Linked DNA regions of Mus musculus: region 2 is linked to region 1. Evidence: chromatin contacts called from public ChIA-PET data. All regions are on one chromosome and are shown on one strand. Each heading gives the region's core, a stretch centred on a gene start, on an enhancer-like site or on the middle of the called end of the contact. The rest is flanking DNA. Distances are from core to core; before and after follow the strand shown. Region 1 has its middle 300 kb from the start of Gm31552. Region 2 has its middle 24 kb from the start of Gm31813.

What was found. ChIA-PET counts read pairs in DNA pulled down with a chosen protein or histone mark.
Region 2: an RNA polymerase II ChIA-PET map of memory CD8 T cells shows a contact between it and region 1, with 21 read pairs. The contact joins two enhancer-like sites. A contact is called at or near these places in 3 of 115 datasets of contacts at active chromatin or transcription factors (CD8 T cells, effector CD8 T cells and memory CD8 T cells).

The regions. Positions count from the first base shown.
Region 1 is chr3:21,123,191-21,129,456 of GRCm38.p6, reverse strand. No RefSeq gene overlaps it. Among named protein-coding and RNA genes, the nearest start is that of Gm31552, 300 kb to the right of the region's middle. Within about 2 kb of position 3,091, at least 18 of the 459 cell types and tissues checked have an H3K27ac peak or open chromatin away from gene starts, as enhancers often do. A contact at or near this core is called in effector CD8 T cells and memory CD8 T cells, where this site is marked.
Region 2 is chr3:21,984,842-21,991,107 of GRCm38.p6, reverse strand. No RefSeq gene overlaps it. Among named protein-coding and RNA genes, the nearest start is that of Gm31813, 24 kb to the right of the region's middle. Within about 2 kb of position 2,812, at least 152 of the 459 cell types and tissues checked have an H3K27ac peak or open chromatin away from gene starts, as enhancers often do. A contact at or near this core is called in effector CD8 T cells and memory CD8 T cells, where this site is marked.

The DNA of each region.
Region 1 (6,266 bases), core at 1,842-4,341:
ACCATCAATTTATCTATACAGTATTACTACGTGAGAGTACATCTTCATGTTGATTTTGCAGGAAATCTGACAAATAGGGTGGGCTAATGCCCAGAAATCATTAGACTATGCAATACTAACAGAACAGGCATATAGGCACCAAGGAACAAGCCTGGGATGATAAAGACTCTGCATCTAAGAGCTCACCCATTGCAGGCAATGCAAAATGGTGGACTAACTTCAGAAAACTCACTTGTATGCCTCAGACTTTCCTAAATGGAGTCTGACAGATGTGCCCAGATGTTTGTTTGTTTGTTTGTTTGTTTGTTTGAATGTACCTGGCTTTTTCTATATACACTAGAGTTATAGAGGACATACTTTCCTTCTATTCATTCTGGAATATTGTCAAGATCTACTTCCTCTAATTCTTTGGACTTTATCTTTTGTGTTTCACTTCTCTATTTCTGTTTCATATATTTAGTTCCTCTTCTTTAGATCCTAAGAGTCTCATTTCCTTGGTGGTCTGTACTTTAATTTTCTGAGGGAAGTTGTTCCTAAAATAATCCCTGGGAATCCTAACTTTCAGCATTCTTTGCTAACAACATCTAATTAATTATTTTTCTAGGATACCACTTGACCTTTTAAGCAATAAGTTTTCATTTGCTCCACATACCTTATTAAATACAAGACCAATGAAGACAAGGCATACCTTCGAACTTCTGTTGTTTTTACTGCTGTTGTTTCGGAGGTTTTTTGTTTGTTTGTTTTTGGATTTTGGTTGTTGTTGTTGTTAAATTTGCTTGAATTATATTGAATTTGTGAATTATATTGGGTTTTGGTTATATTTATTTTTAAGCATCTAGTAATTTTAAATATTTAAAAGGCATTATAAATTAAAGTTGTCAAGTTTTATATCACAACCATGTTGGCCTTATAGAGTGGTGAGAAAATATTTCCTGTCTTTCCATATTATGAAGACATTGATTGCCTTTGGGTTACTGCTTTCTTTAAAGCTTATTGAGTGCATCTGCCAACTTTTTGCATAAGCTGAACTCTTAATTTAGTTTCTTTCATAAATATAGACTATACTGCTTATAAATTTGTTTCAGTAACTTTTAGCTCAATTTTTTCAGATTTGCTGCCCAAAGAGTTATTTATAATATCCTCTTTCTATGTTTTGCATTTTGTTTGAGGAATGTGTATTGCTATTCTTTCCTTTTATGACATGGAGTTTTTTTTTTTTCCTTATTTCCTTTCTTTCCCCTCTGCTGATAGTTTTGGATGAATATAAAATATTTTGGAGTTTAATTTACCTTTCAGTAGCTGTTATAGGTTGTATTCTTCATGTTACCTTTGTATTCTGAGGTTCATTTACTTCTCGTCTTGTCTTTATTGTCCCTCCTTTGGTCCCTACGGTATTTAATGTATGCCTCTCCTTTTCATTCTGGAGATTTATGTAAAATATCTAGACTTTCCTGAAACAATCTCATTGAACTCAGATAGTAGAAAGAGAGAATTGACTCTTTCATGTTATCCTCTGACTTACACATACATGGTATGGCATGGATATACCCTGTTATCCCCACACAAAATAACTAAAATCGAAAAAGATTAAAATAAACTAAAATGCTTGCTTATGTTATGCTGTTAGCTATATGCAATGTTAAATGTATATCTAAAACATTTTGTAAATGTAGTTTTTACTTTTTACTTAATTAAGTACATTTTCTAATTTTCCTTGAGGCTTCCTTTCTGATGTACTAGGTATTGTTTCCATTTTCAAATATCTGAGACTTTTCTAAATATCTTGCTATGACTAACAGGTTGGACGTGTTGTGGTCAGCTTATTTACTATGTGTGTTTTCAGTTTGTTTAAACTCAGAATAATTTTATAAGGCAGAACGTGGCCTGTCCTTCCTAATGTTATCATACACTTTGGAAGGCTAGATTCTGTTGGCACAAAGCTATCCTTGATAGTAGGAGAATTAAGTATGCTGTTCAGGCCTATAGTAACCCCACATATCTTCTACCAATCTCTGGTTTCTGAGAAAAAAATGAAGTCACTAAGCTATAATTGTAGATTTGCACACATCTCTTTTTAGTTATACTGCTTTCCTTTCATGAATTTCCATACTCTATTTTGGGTTTATCCCCAAGTAAGTATGTCTCACCATCTAGAAAATTGTTAGTGAATTCTTTACTAAAATTCCATAATCATTACCCCTTTAGACATATCCTTTGGCCATTTGTCTTTTCTATTCCATTCTTCTTTCTCTTTTTCTCATCATCTTCTTTCTTAATGTACCTGACTTGTAATTAACCAACTATTTTCCCAGTAACATTTCATCTTCTGAGAAGCCCCATGAGGAAATATTTCCCATGTCTACTCCTTTTCACTTTGCATATGTAGCTGACTATTAAGTACAGCATCATTCTACCCATATAACCTTCAGTGGCTCCTGAATGTGTTACATTGTCTCTTCTCTTCTCTTCTCTTCTCTTCTCTTCTCTTCTCTTCTCTTCTCTTCTCTTCTCTTCTCTTCTCTTCTCTTCTCTTCTCTTCTCTTCTCTTCTCTTCTCTCTCTTTCTCCCCTACATCTCTCCTTTCTTTTTAAAACAGGATCTCCCTATGCAGCTCTAGATGGCCTCAAACTTACAGAGATGCACTTGCTTGTGCCTTCTCAGTGTTGAGATTAAACACATGCCTCACCATGCCTTTCCAATCTGTTTTCAACAACTTTTTAAAAGTCTCATATTATTTCTTCAATGTCCAGTCCCTGTTTCTATCTGGTTCCTATGACTACATTATTGACAATTAGTGTTCATCATGTTGTTCCCTTTCATTTGAGTCTTTATCATGTTTGATTAGATGACTAAATCAGAGTGGGACAGACCTACAGAGTTTGAGATAAATACCATCTTGGTTTAAGAAAGAACTTTGCTCCTATATAGTAAAGTTCTTAGTGTAGAGAGTAGATTTACTGAGATCAGTAGTTAGCCTGAGCTTTGAAGTGTTGCTCTCAGTGTGGTACAGATTTCACACCTTGGTGTCAGCACCCATGAACTGGGGCACATTATGCTTCCTGGGAAACAGAATGACTTCCTTTGTTTACCACCCATGTGTAGTCTTGGTTTCACTGTGTGGCTGGGGAGTTCCCTCTTACCAGTTGTCAGCATCAATGCTGAACATTTTTCAGTTATTGCTTGTTGCTCAGTTTAGAGATGCATAAGAACTAACTTCTATTTCTGTCTCAGTATTGAGGATCAAAGCCCCATCATAAATAATAGACAAATGTTCTACCACTGGGCTGCATGCCCCATCTTCCTGAAACTTTCTTGGTTTTTTTTTTTTTTTTTTTCATTAGCTTTACCCTGGTCTATGTGGCTGGGCTTGTGGGGTAGCATTTTCTATACCTCTTTGCTCTTTCCCCATTGAAGAGAGCATCACTCTGTCTTTCTAGGTGGTCTGCAACTTCTCGATTGTCCTCCAGGAATGACAGGTCTTTTTTATCTGCGAGTGTAGGGTGATAGGTTCATGATAATGTCTTGCTTTCTATATTAGTTCAATTCAGCTTATGAAACAATACCATGAATCAAATGAACCCTAAACAATAGAAATGAATTTCATAGTGTCTAGGAAGTCTAAATTCAAAGCACCAGAAGATTCAGTATCTCATGCCTGACCCTGGATTTTATAAGGCCATGTTCTTTTTGTGCTTTCACACCAGTCCTGACCTGTCTGAGTTCTCTTTTATAAGGACACTAATCTCTTCATGAAGGTTTTACACTCATGGTTTGACCCCATCCTCCAAATCATTTGTTTGTTTGTTTGTTTTTGTATAGCATTATACTCGGGAGTAAGTTTCAAAGAGTGAGGAACAATAACAGTAAGTATGTTTTGTCTCAGAAGAACTGTTAAGTTTCTATGCCCAATGCAGAAAGGATGGGTACTTGACTATGTCCTCTGAGAGAGAGGCTTTTCTTAACTCCTGAACCAGCGGTAAGGTATCTTCACTGATAACTGAGAGATGAAAGCTTAGTATCTGTACCCAGCAGACAATGGCTTTAGTTTTGTAGCAGAGAACAACACAGAAATGTAGGCATAGCTCTGACCTGGTCCATAGTATCCGCCAATAATCTTGATAGAGGTGTCTTGCAGTGTGGACCTCTGTCTTTTCAACTACAATCAATCTGATTAGCACTGGCTGCAGGACTGTGTAACGGAAAATGAGGGTGATGGGGCCTCTCCTGTGTCCACTTCCAATGCTTACTCTAATCAACATCCTTGGCCAGTTTTAGAACTCACTCAATGTTAGTTATTATTTCTTTTTAGAATTTAAAATTTATTTTCACGTGCATGGGTATTTTGCTTGCATGGTTTTCTGAGTATCAAACACATAGAGACCAGAAAAGAGGGTTGGAGACCTAGGAACTGGACTTAAAGGTGGTTGTAAGCCATGATATGGACACTGTGAATTGAATCTGGAAGAACAGACAGTGGTCATCATTGAGCAATCACTTTGTTCCTGTCTGATTATATTTCATATGTAACATAGTATGCCAATGTAAGAATGTGTGTATATTTTGATATTTTATAAATTTATTGTATTTATCTACATTCCAGTCATGCCCCCCGACGTTGGTGCTCCTTTCCACATTTCCTCATTCTATTCCTTCCTCCCTTGCTTATGAAAGGGTGCCCCCCCCCACCAGACCTCTTTCTTCCCTGAGGCCTTAAGTATCTCAAGGATTAAGCACATATTTCCCCACTGAGGCCTGACTAGGTAGACCTCTGCTATATTTATGTCAGGGACCTTGGGCCAGCCTGTGTATGCTTCTGGTGGGAGGCTCAGTCTTAGAGAGCTCCCTGGGGTCTTGGTTAGTTGATACTGCTGATCTTCCTTTGGGGTTTCTCTCCCCTTCAGCTTCTTCAATCTGTGCCTAATTCAGACATAGTGGTCCCTGACTTAAGTCTAAAGGTTGGGTATAAATACCCACTTTTGTCCCAGTCAGCTACTGGTAGTGCCTCTCAGAGAACAGCCATGCCAGGCTTCCATCTGCAAGCACATCATAGCATCAGTAACAGTGTCAGGCCTTGGTGCCTTTCCCTGAGATGGATCCCAAGTTGGGCCAGTCATTGGACCGCCTTTCCTACTATCTCTTCTCTATTTTTGTCCCTGCAGTTCTTTCAGACAGAAACAATTCAGGGTCAGAAATTTTATTGTGGGTTAGTAACCCAGTCCTCAACTTGAGGACCTGTCTATCTGCTTGAGGTGGACTCTTTGAATTCCTTCTCTCCAATGTTGGACATTCTTGCTAAAGTTACCCCCATTGAGTCTTTAGAGTCTTTTGCCTGACAGTTCTCTGGTATTTTCTAGAGGGTCCTGTTACCTCTCACTCCCTGAGGCTTCTTAATTTCATTCATTTTCTTGACCCTCTGTGCTTCTCTCCCACCCCACCCCCATATCTGATCCTGTTCCCCTTTCCTCTCCACCTCCCCTCTTTCACCCAGGTCCCTTCCTCTCTCTGCCTCCCATGATTATTTCCTTCCCCCTTCTAAGTGGGATTGAAGCATCCTCACTTGAGTCTTTCAGTGTTGCACTTCTTATGGTCTGTGGGTTGTATCCTAGGTATTATGTACTTTCTGACTAATCGTCACATATCAATGAGTACATACCATGCATGTGCATTTGGGTCTGAGTTACCTCACTCACAATAATATTTCCTAGTTCCATTCACTTTCCTGAAAAATGCATGATATCCTTGTTTTCAATAGCTTAATTGTATTTTATTGTATAAATGCACCACATTTTCTGTACCCATTCTTTGGTTGAGGGACATCTGGGTTGTTTCCATCTTATGGCTATTACAAATAAGGCTGCTATGAACATAGTAGAGCATATGCCCCTATGGCATGGTGGGGCATCTTTGGGTATATGCCCAAGAGTGATATAGCTAGGTCTTCAGATTGATCTATTTCCAATTTTCCTGGAAATCTCCAGAGTGATTTCCAGAGTGGTTGTACCAGTTTGTAATTCATCAGCAATGGAGGAGTGTTCCTGTTTATCCACATACTCATCAGCATGTGCTGTCACTTGAGTTTTTGATCTTAGCCATTCTGATTGGTATGAGGTTGAATATCAGGGTCCTTTTGAATTTCATTTCTCTGATGACTAAGGACTTGAAACATTTCTTTAAGTATGTCTCAGTCATTCAAATTCTTCTGTTGCAAATTCTCTGTTTAGCTCTGTAGCCCATTTTTAATTGGGTTATTCGTTCTTTTGGAA
Region 2 (6,266 bases), core at 1,563-4,062, 860 kb before region 1:
TCCATTCCCAGTCCTAGAAATAACACTTTGATAATAGAAATAAAGAGATGTTAAGTGCACACCAAAGTCTTCGAGTGTGCATATGAAGTGACTCTAATTTCACGAGCCCTGCCAGGAGACAAGACCAGCTCCAGTGAAATTCTACTTGTGGGCCTCTTAAGCGAATTAAGAAGCTCTGTTAGGTTGAGGAGGATGATGACTCATGCCTGTAATCCTGGCACTTTAGGAGACTGAGGCAGGGGGATATTTATAGCTAAGCAAGGGGTTACATAGGAAGACCATGTTTCAAAAAACCAAAACCAAAGCCCTAACAAACAAACTAAAAGAAATGGGGAGTTCCCAGTTGAGACTTTATTAGGGCCAAGATTTCTCAAAGTATATTTTACGGTCTACTGGGCTCACCAAATGCCTTTAATGGATCAACCTGGGTTACATGCTAACGACTTTGTGGAGAGTCACAAAACATGAAATGTTCAAGTCTCTGAGAATTCCTCTAGTAAAAAACAACGGCATCTATTTGTCTCAATGTTAACCACGTAAACTTGGCCCTTTAAAAAATTACATGTGGGTTTTTTTTTCATTTTGTGTGTATGTGCAAGTCATAAGGCAACTTTGTGGAATCATTTATTTCCTCCCCTCTACATGGGCACCAAATGAACTCAAGCTCAGCTTGTCAGGTTTTCGTGATAAGTAACTTTACACCCTGAACCACCCCTCTCCCCTCTTCAATGGGCTAGTTTTACATGCAACTTTTTTTTTTCTTTTTAGCACTTATGCCTCAGAGTTAGTATTGAGGGGAGTATACAAAAGGACCCTTCTGTACTATGTTAGACCAATGACCTGAAGTTACTATTCCCTCACCACCCGAACCCCATACTCTGACTTTTCCCCTAGTAAATAAAATGATAATTGCTGGACAGTGAAACCAAGCAAAATTACATAAACATACCAAGCTATAGGAGACATTTCCTGCTAAAGATTCCTTAAGTTTGGCCATCTAGCTTTTCCTGCATGCACACCCATCCAACAAGTAAGTTTCCTCTGAGAAATGCCTGCAGCATCAATAGCAGCCAATCAGAATCTCTAAGGAATGTGACTTAGTCAGTTGCTAGACTGAGCTGATTTCATTCAAGCCTCAAAGCAAAGAAATATAATACTACAATTAATTTGAGTTAATGAGGTAGATACAATTGCCTTTAGAAGTTTGTCTTGCTGATTCTAAACACCTGTGAGGACAGGCATTAAATATACATGAGACATATAAACAGTTCATTAAATGCTGTTAGTCTGTTTCTGTAGCACGTGTTGATTTTCTTTATTAACATGCACTAACAAGCTTGATCATGACATTTTCTTACACGTATACAACACACATGCACACGTTGCTTTGTACTCAAGATCCCATGAATCTAAGGATTAATTTATATTATCTGAGACCCTTGGGAACCAGCGATAGAGATAATGTATTGTGAAGAGAATGGATATGTAGCTTAGTTGGTTGAGTGTTTGTCTGCATAGCGTGCAACCCTGGCTTCAGTGCCAGCATTGTAGGAAGTGGTGTTGTATGCCTGTAATTCCAACTCTTGTAAGGTAGAGGTAAGAAGGCCATGCCATCCTCAGCCTCACAGTAAGTTTGAGCCTCACAGTAAGTTTGAGGCCAGACTTGGAATATATGAGACTCAGTCTTGGAATATTTTTTATAAAAATAAGAAAATGATAAAGCATGACAAATCTGTTAGTCTTTAAGGAATCATTTTTACTCCTAGTTAAAGATGTCTACAGAATCATAGCTATGAATTTCACTTTACAAATGACAAATTTTATGTTAATGATCTCATTTAACTCTCTGCACATAATCTAAGCACCAAAGAATGCCTCATAATATAATTTCCAGGATTTGCCTCCCTCTCTCCTCCTGTTTTCTCAGGTGTTAGAAACCTATTACTAACCAACCTATATAGAGATGGCATTTATTGGACGGACACTGCAGACATGCACACTTTGTTTTACTGTATAGACTTCCAGGAAGCACTGACAAATGAGATCCAGGAAGAGCCAAGATGTCACTGGGCCTTGAATGCTGACCGTTGAGAATGGGAGGGTTGTCTGTATTCTCCTTCTGCTCTTCTTTCTGTGTTGGCTGAGTCCCTCACTGGCTTGGTCTAAGTAGAAGAAGAGATGTTTACCAGAAATACATGATTCCATGGAACGGATGAGAACATTTGAGAACAGATTTCAACTCGGACTTCCTGGCACGGCTATGGGCTGTGAAGAAGAGTGATGGTCTGTGGCTGTCTCCACAGGTGCCATGGATCAGGGCCTTCACATGTGGGTGGGAAGTGTGCTTATCATCATAGTGAAGGTGCAGCCTGGGAGAGTAAGAAACTGAATACTGGAAACAAGCTAGGTGTGTACTCCTGCTGATGTGTGCTCCACATAGTGCCTCAGGGTCTACATGTTCTGTCGATTATATCATTCTATCAAAGGAGTCCTCAAGACACCATGCATGACTATATACCCATTCACAGTGAGATGAGGATCGCTATTAGTGGAAACCCCTTGTGAGTGTTGCTTTTCAAGGTAGCTAAATCTTCTTTAGTTCAATCTAAAATAATGAAAGCCCTGCTTTATTCAGGCCTAAGGTACATACACATGGCAGAAACATGTTCTCCTCACTTCCTGGGTTAAAGGTGAGACTGCTGAGGGAAGAGCAATGAGGAAACAACTCATGACCACAGAAAGGGGTGTCAGTCAAGACTGTTTCCTTATGTAACAGTGGATAGTGAGATAACGGCTCAGGGTTTGCGTTAGACTTTAAACTCCAACGGACGAAGCTGTTGCCTCCCACGGCGTCTCTGTGTGCAGATGTCACAACCACCCTCCCTGGAGGAAAGGAACATGAGAGAAGATTTGGGGAAGAAAAGCCACAGCTCAAGGAACTGAAAAGGAGTTGTTGCCTTCCAGGCAAGTGTGTAGGCTAGGGAAGGCCCCGAGCAGAGCATGCTGTGTGTGTTAGGAGCCTGACGACTTGGACCATGTGAATTTTCTCATTTCTTGTTACTTCTAATGCTATTGATCAACTGTGTGAAGGGAACTTTCTCTGCACCTTCTGCTTTCACAGTAAGAGCCCAATATTCATGTCTGGTTTTGGTAGTGAGTCTAGACTAACAGTGAGATGGGTAAGGGAAAGAGAAAACCTCCCCCCCCCCTCCCCTTTGTGGTTAATGGTGTCAGAGGCTGTAGGAGACTGGCAGGTGTTTAGAAACCAGCGTGAGTCATTCTGCATCTCAACTTGGCTGGGCTATGGGGCTGCATATTCAGTCAAGCATTATTTTAGATGTTTCTGTAACATCTTTGGGTGAGATTAACATGAAAACCAATGGATTCTTTGTGCAGCAAGAATACTTTTTATGACATGGTGGGTTCCGTCTAGTCAGCTGAAGGTCTTACTAAAGACTGATGCTGACCCGAGAAGTTTAGATTTAGTAAGGCCCCATAATCACGTGCATTAGTTCCTGAGGAGATACTTACTCCTCTAACCCTCATCTGTAGGAGGTTCAGCTCGCTAACTTGGAAGCTCTTTCTACAGTCAACCATAATGTAGAGATTGTTCCAGCAAGAGTTCTGAAATCAGGAAAAATACAACAACAACAAATTTAAATGCCCAAATATCAGAGGCTATTTATTTTATTCAGTCCTTTCCCTTGTTTTAAATCAGGGTCTCAAGTTGTCTGGTTTCCTTTGATATTTCTATATAGTTTAGGATGACCTTGCAGATATGTGCCACCACAATCCCTTTACACAGTGCTGGGGATTGATCCTAGGTCTTTGTGCTCATTCGACAAGTACTCTGCCAACTGACATACATCCCTCAGCCCTCATCATCAGCTTTTGACACAGAATTTTTGGCAGGGTACCTGTTGGCTTGGTACAGAATGTGTCTGTCCCCTGAGCCAACATCTTCTTAAAATGGCAGACGAAAATAAACCCAGCTGAGTTGGAGATAGTCATCCTGGCAACCACACATCTACTTTTTCCTGGAACATCAACTCTTAGGCAAGGACTATTTGCCTCTGTGCTAACTCAGGACCAGGACCAAGTCCTAGAGAACACCCCGTACCTCTGATGACTCTGAGAATGGACTCTGCCAGTGTAAGTGACTGGACTTGGCTTGGAACTCAGTGTTTTCTCAATTGCAGATCTTCACAAAGCTTGTGTTAATTGTTCTCCTACAACAGATAAGCCTAAGGTGTCCTGTTTAAGGAAATGTTCCTCTTTGAAAAAACTGCCTGTACTATAAACCCCTCCCTGAGGGGAGGACGAGAAATGTGCCCAGCTCCAAGATGTGGCCAGACAGCATTGTACAGCCTGGTAACTCTAGTCAGCCCCACCTTCAAGGATCCAAGTTCAGCAGAGGTGAAGAGTGCTTTCGTTCTGGTCACTCATTCACCAGGGGAAGCTGGACACCATCCGGTGAACCTGGTCTTGTGAAATCAGACAACCTAATTGCCCTTTACAGCTTGGTAAATGATATACTCCAACTGTGAGGGCTAAAGTTATATTTTAAGTTTTAATTCCTGTGCTGAAGGGATCTATAAAACAAAAATGTCTCTAACCTATAATGCAGATAACTTTCTCTGCCCACGGACAGATAACTTCCTGGATTCTGGGGGCTACTATTCATGCAAGATAACAAGCCATGAAAATGTTTTCACTTCTGTAAACAAGGTTGGTTGCTTCAACTTCTCAGGATGTCCTTAATCACATGGACCAGGAAGTACATAGGCAGGATGTATGCTTACCCCCAAGGCAGCAAATACACAGCCTTGTAGGTTGTGCCTTTATAATCACCAGATTAGCACAGTGTGAGGCCGTTTTCTGGGAATCCTGAGTATGGATCTGGGTAGAGTCCATAGTCTTGGCCAGCATTTAATAAAACTTACTTTAATTTTGGCTCAAAAATTGGGATAATGGTCCTATTCTCTCCCAGTAGGATCAACAGTAGGGCTCATAAAAGTTAATCCAGACCCAGGCTTCCAAGCTGATACCCTGGGTGATGAGCAGAGTGTCTAGTTGTCTAGCTGTGGATAGGACAAAAACCCTCAGAGGTTTCTACACCACTCTTGGAATCTTTGGAGAGGCCTTATATGCTGCCTCAGTAACTTAAGTGCTGGGACGGGGCATATAACTCAGTTGTAGAGTGCTTGCTTTGCATTCACGAAGCGCTGGCATCTGTCTCGGCACCATGTAAGTAAGGAACTGTAACACATTCTTGTGATCCTCTAATTTTGGAGGTAGAGGAAGAAGAATCAGTGTTCTTGGTTCTCCTCAACTATGTAATTAGAAGGGTCATCTAGGCCTAGGTAATACTCACTAAACTAAAAACCAAGGCAAATAACAACAACGAAAACCAACACAGATTCCATACACATCGGAAAAGCAGACTCTGGAGAGATTTCTAGAATGTTCTCCAATTTGGTTCATTCTCCAGGTTTTTGTTCTGTTTTGTTTTGTTTTTTACTTTCCAACTAATGAAACTATTTTATGTTGACAGCTAAAGTGGTTGGCTTTAGTGATTTTTTTTTTATTTCTTTTGGGTTGTTGAGCTTTGATCTTCCTCTTGGGGTATGACTTACAGTGGGCAGTGGCACCGTACTCTCAGTTTGTGGTCAGCCTGGGATCACAAATGTGAGCAACCAATACTCTCCAGCATGGTTGCTTAGCTGGTTTGTCCAGTAGGTGATGGGTGTTAAGTGATATTTTCATCTACTGAGGGGCTTATCAGGATATGATCTCATTGTGGTTGAGTAGCATCGTTAATTGTTTTGAAAACACTATTAACTATGGATTCCTTAAGACTTAATCTGTGTCAATTTATTTACATATGTTGCCTGTTTAAATCTTAACACATTTCACATCCAGTAGTCTTATTCCCCTAGAATCAGCAAAAAAGCAATGGTGTTACATAGCCACAATACCAGAATCATTATTCACTCTCTGTCGTGTGTGTGTGTGTGTGTGTGTGTGTCCTTATGCAGAGGCCAGAGAAGAGTATAGTATGTCTTTCTCTGATGGTTTCAGTTCCTTGAGACACTGTCTCCCACTGAACCAGAAGATTAGCATTTAGTTGGAGTTGCCTGGCCAATGAACTTTCAGAATCTGCCTGTCTCTACCGTGCAAAGCTGAGGGTATACAAGAGAGCAGCCAGCCATGCCTGGCTTTTTACTTGCATGTTGGAGATTTGATCTCAGGTTTTCATTCTTGCA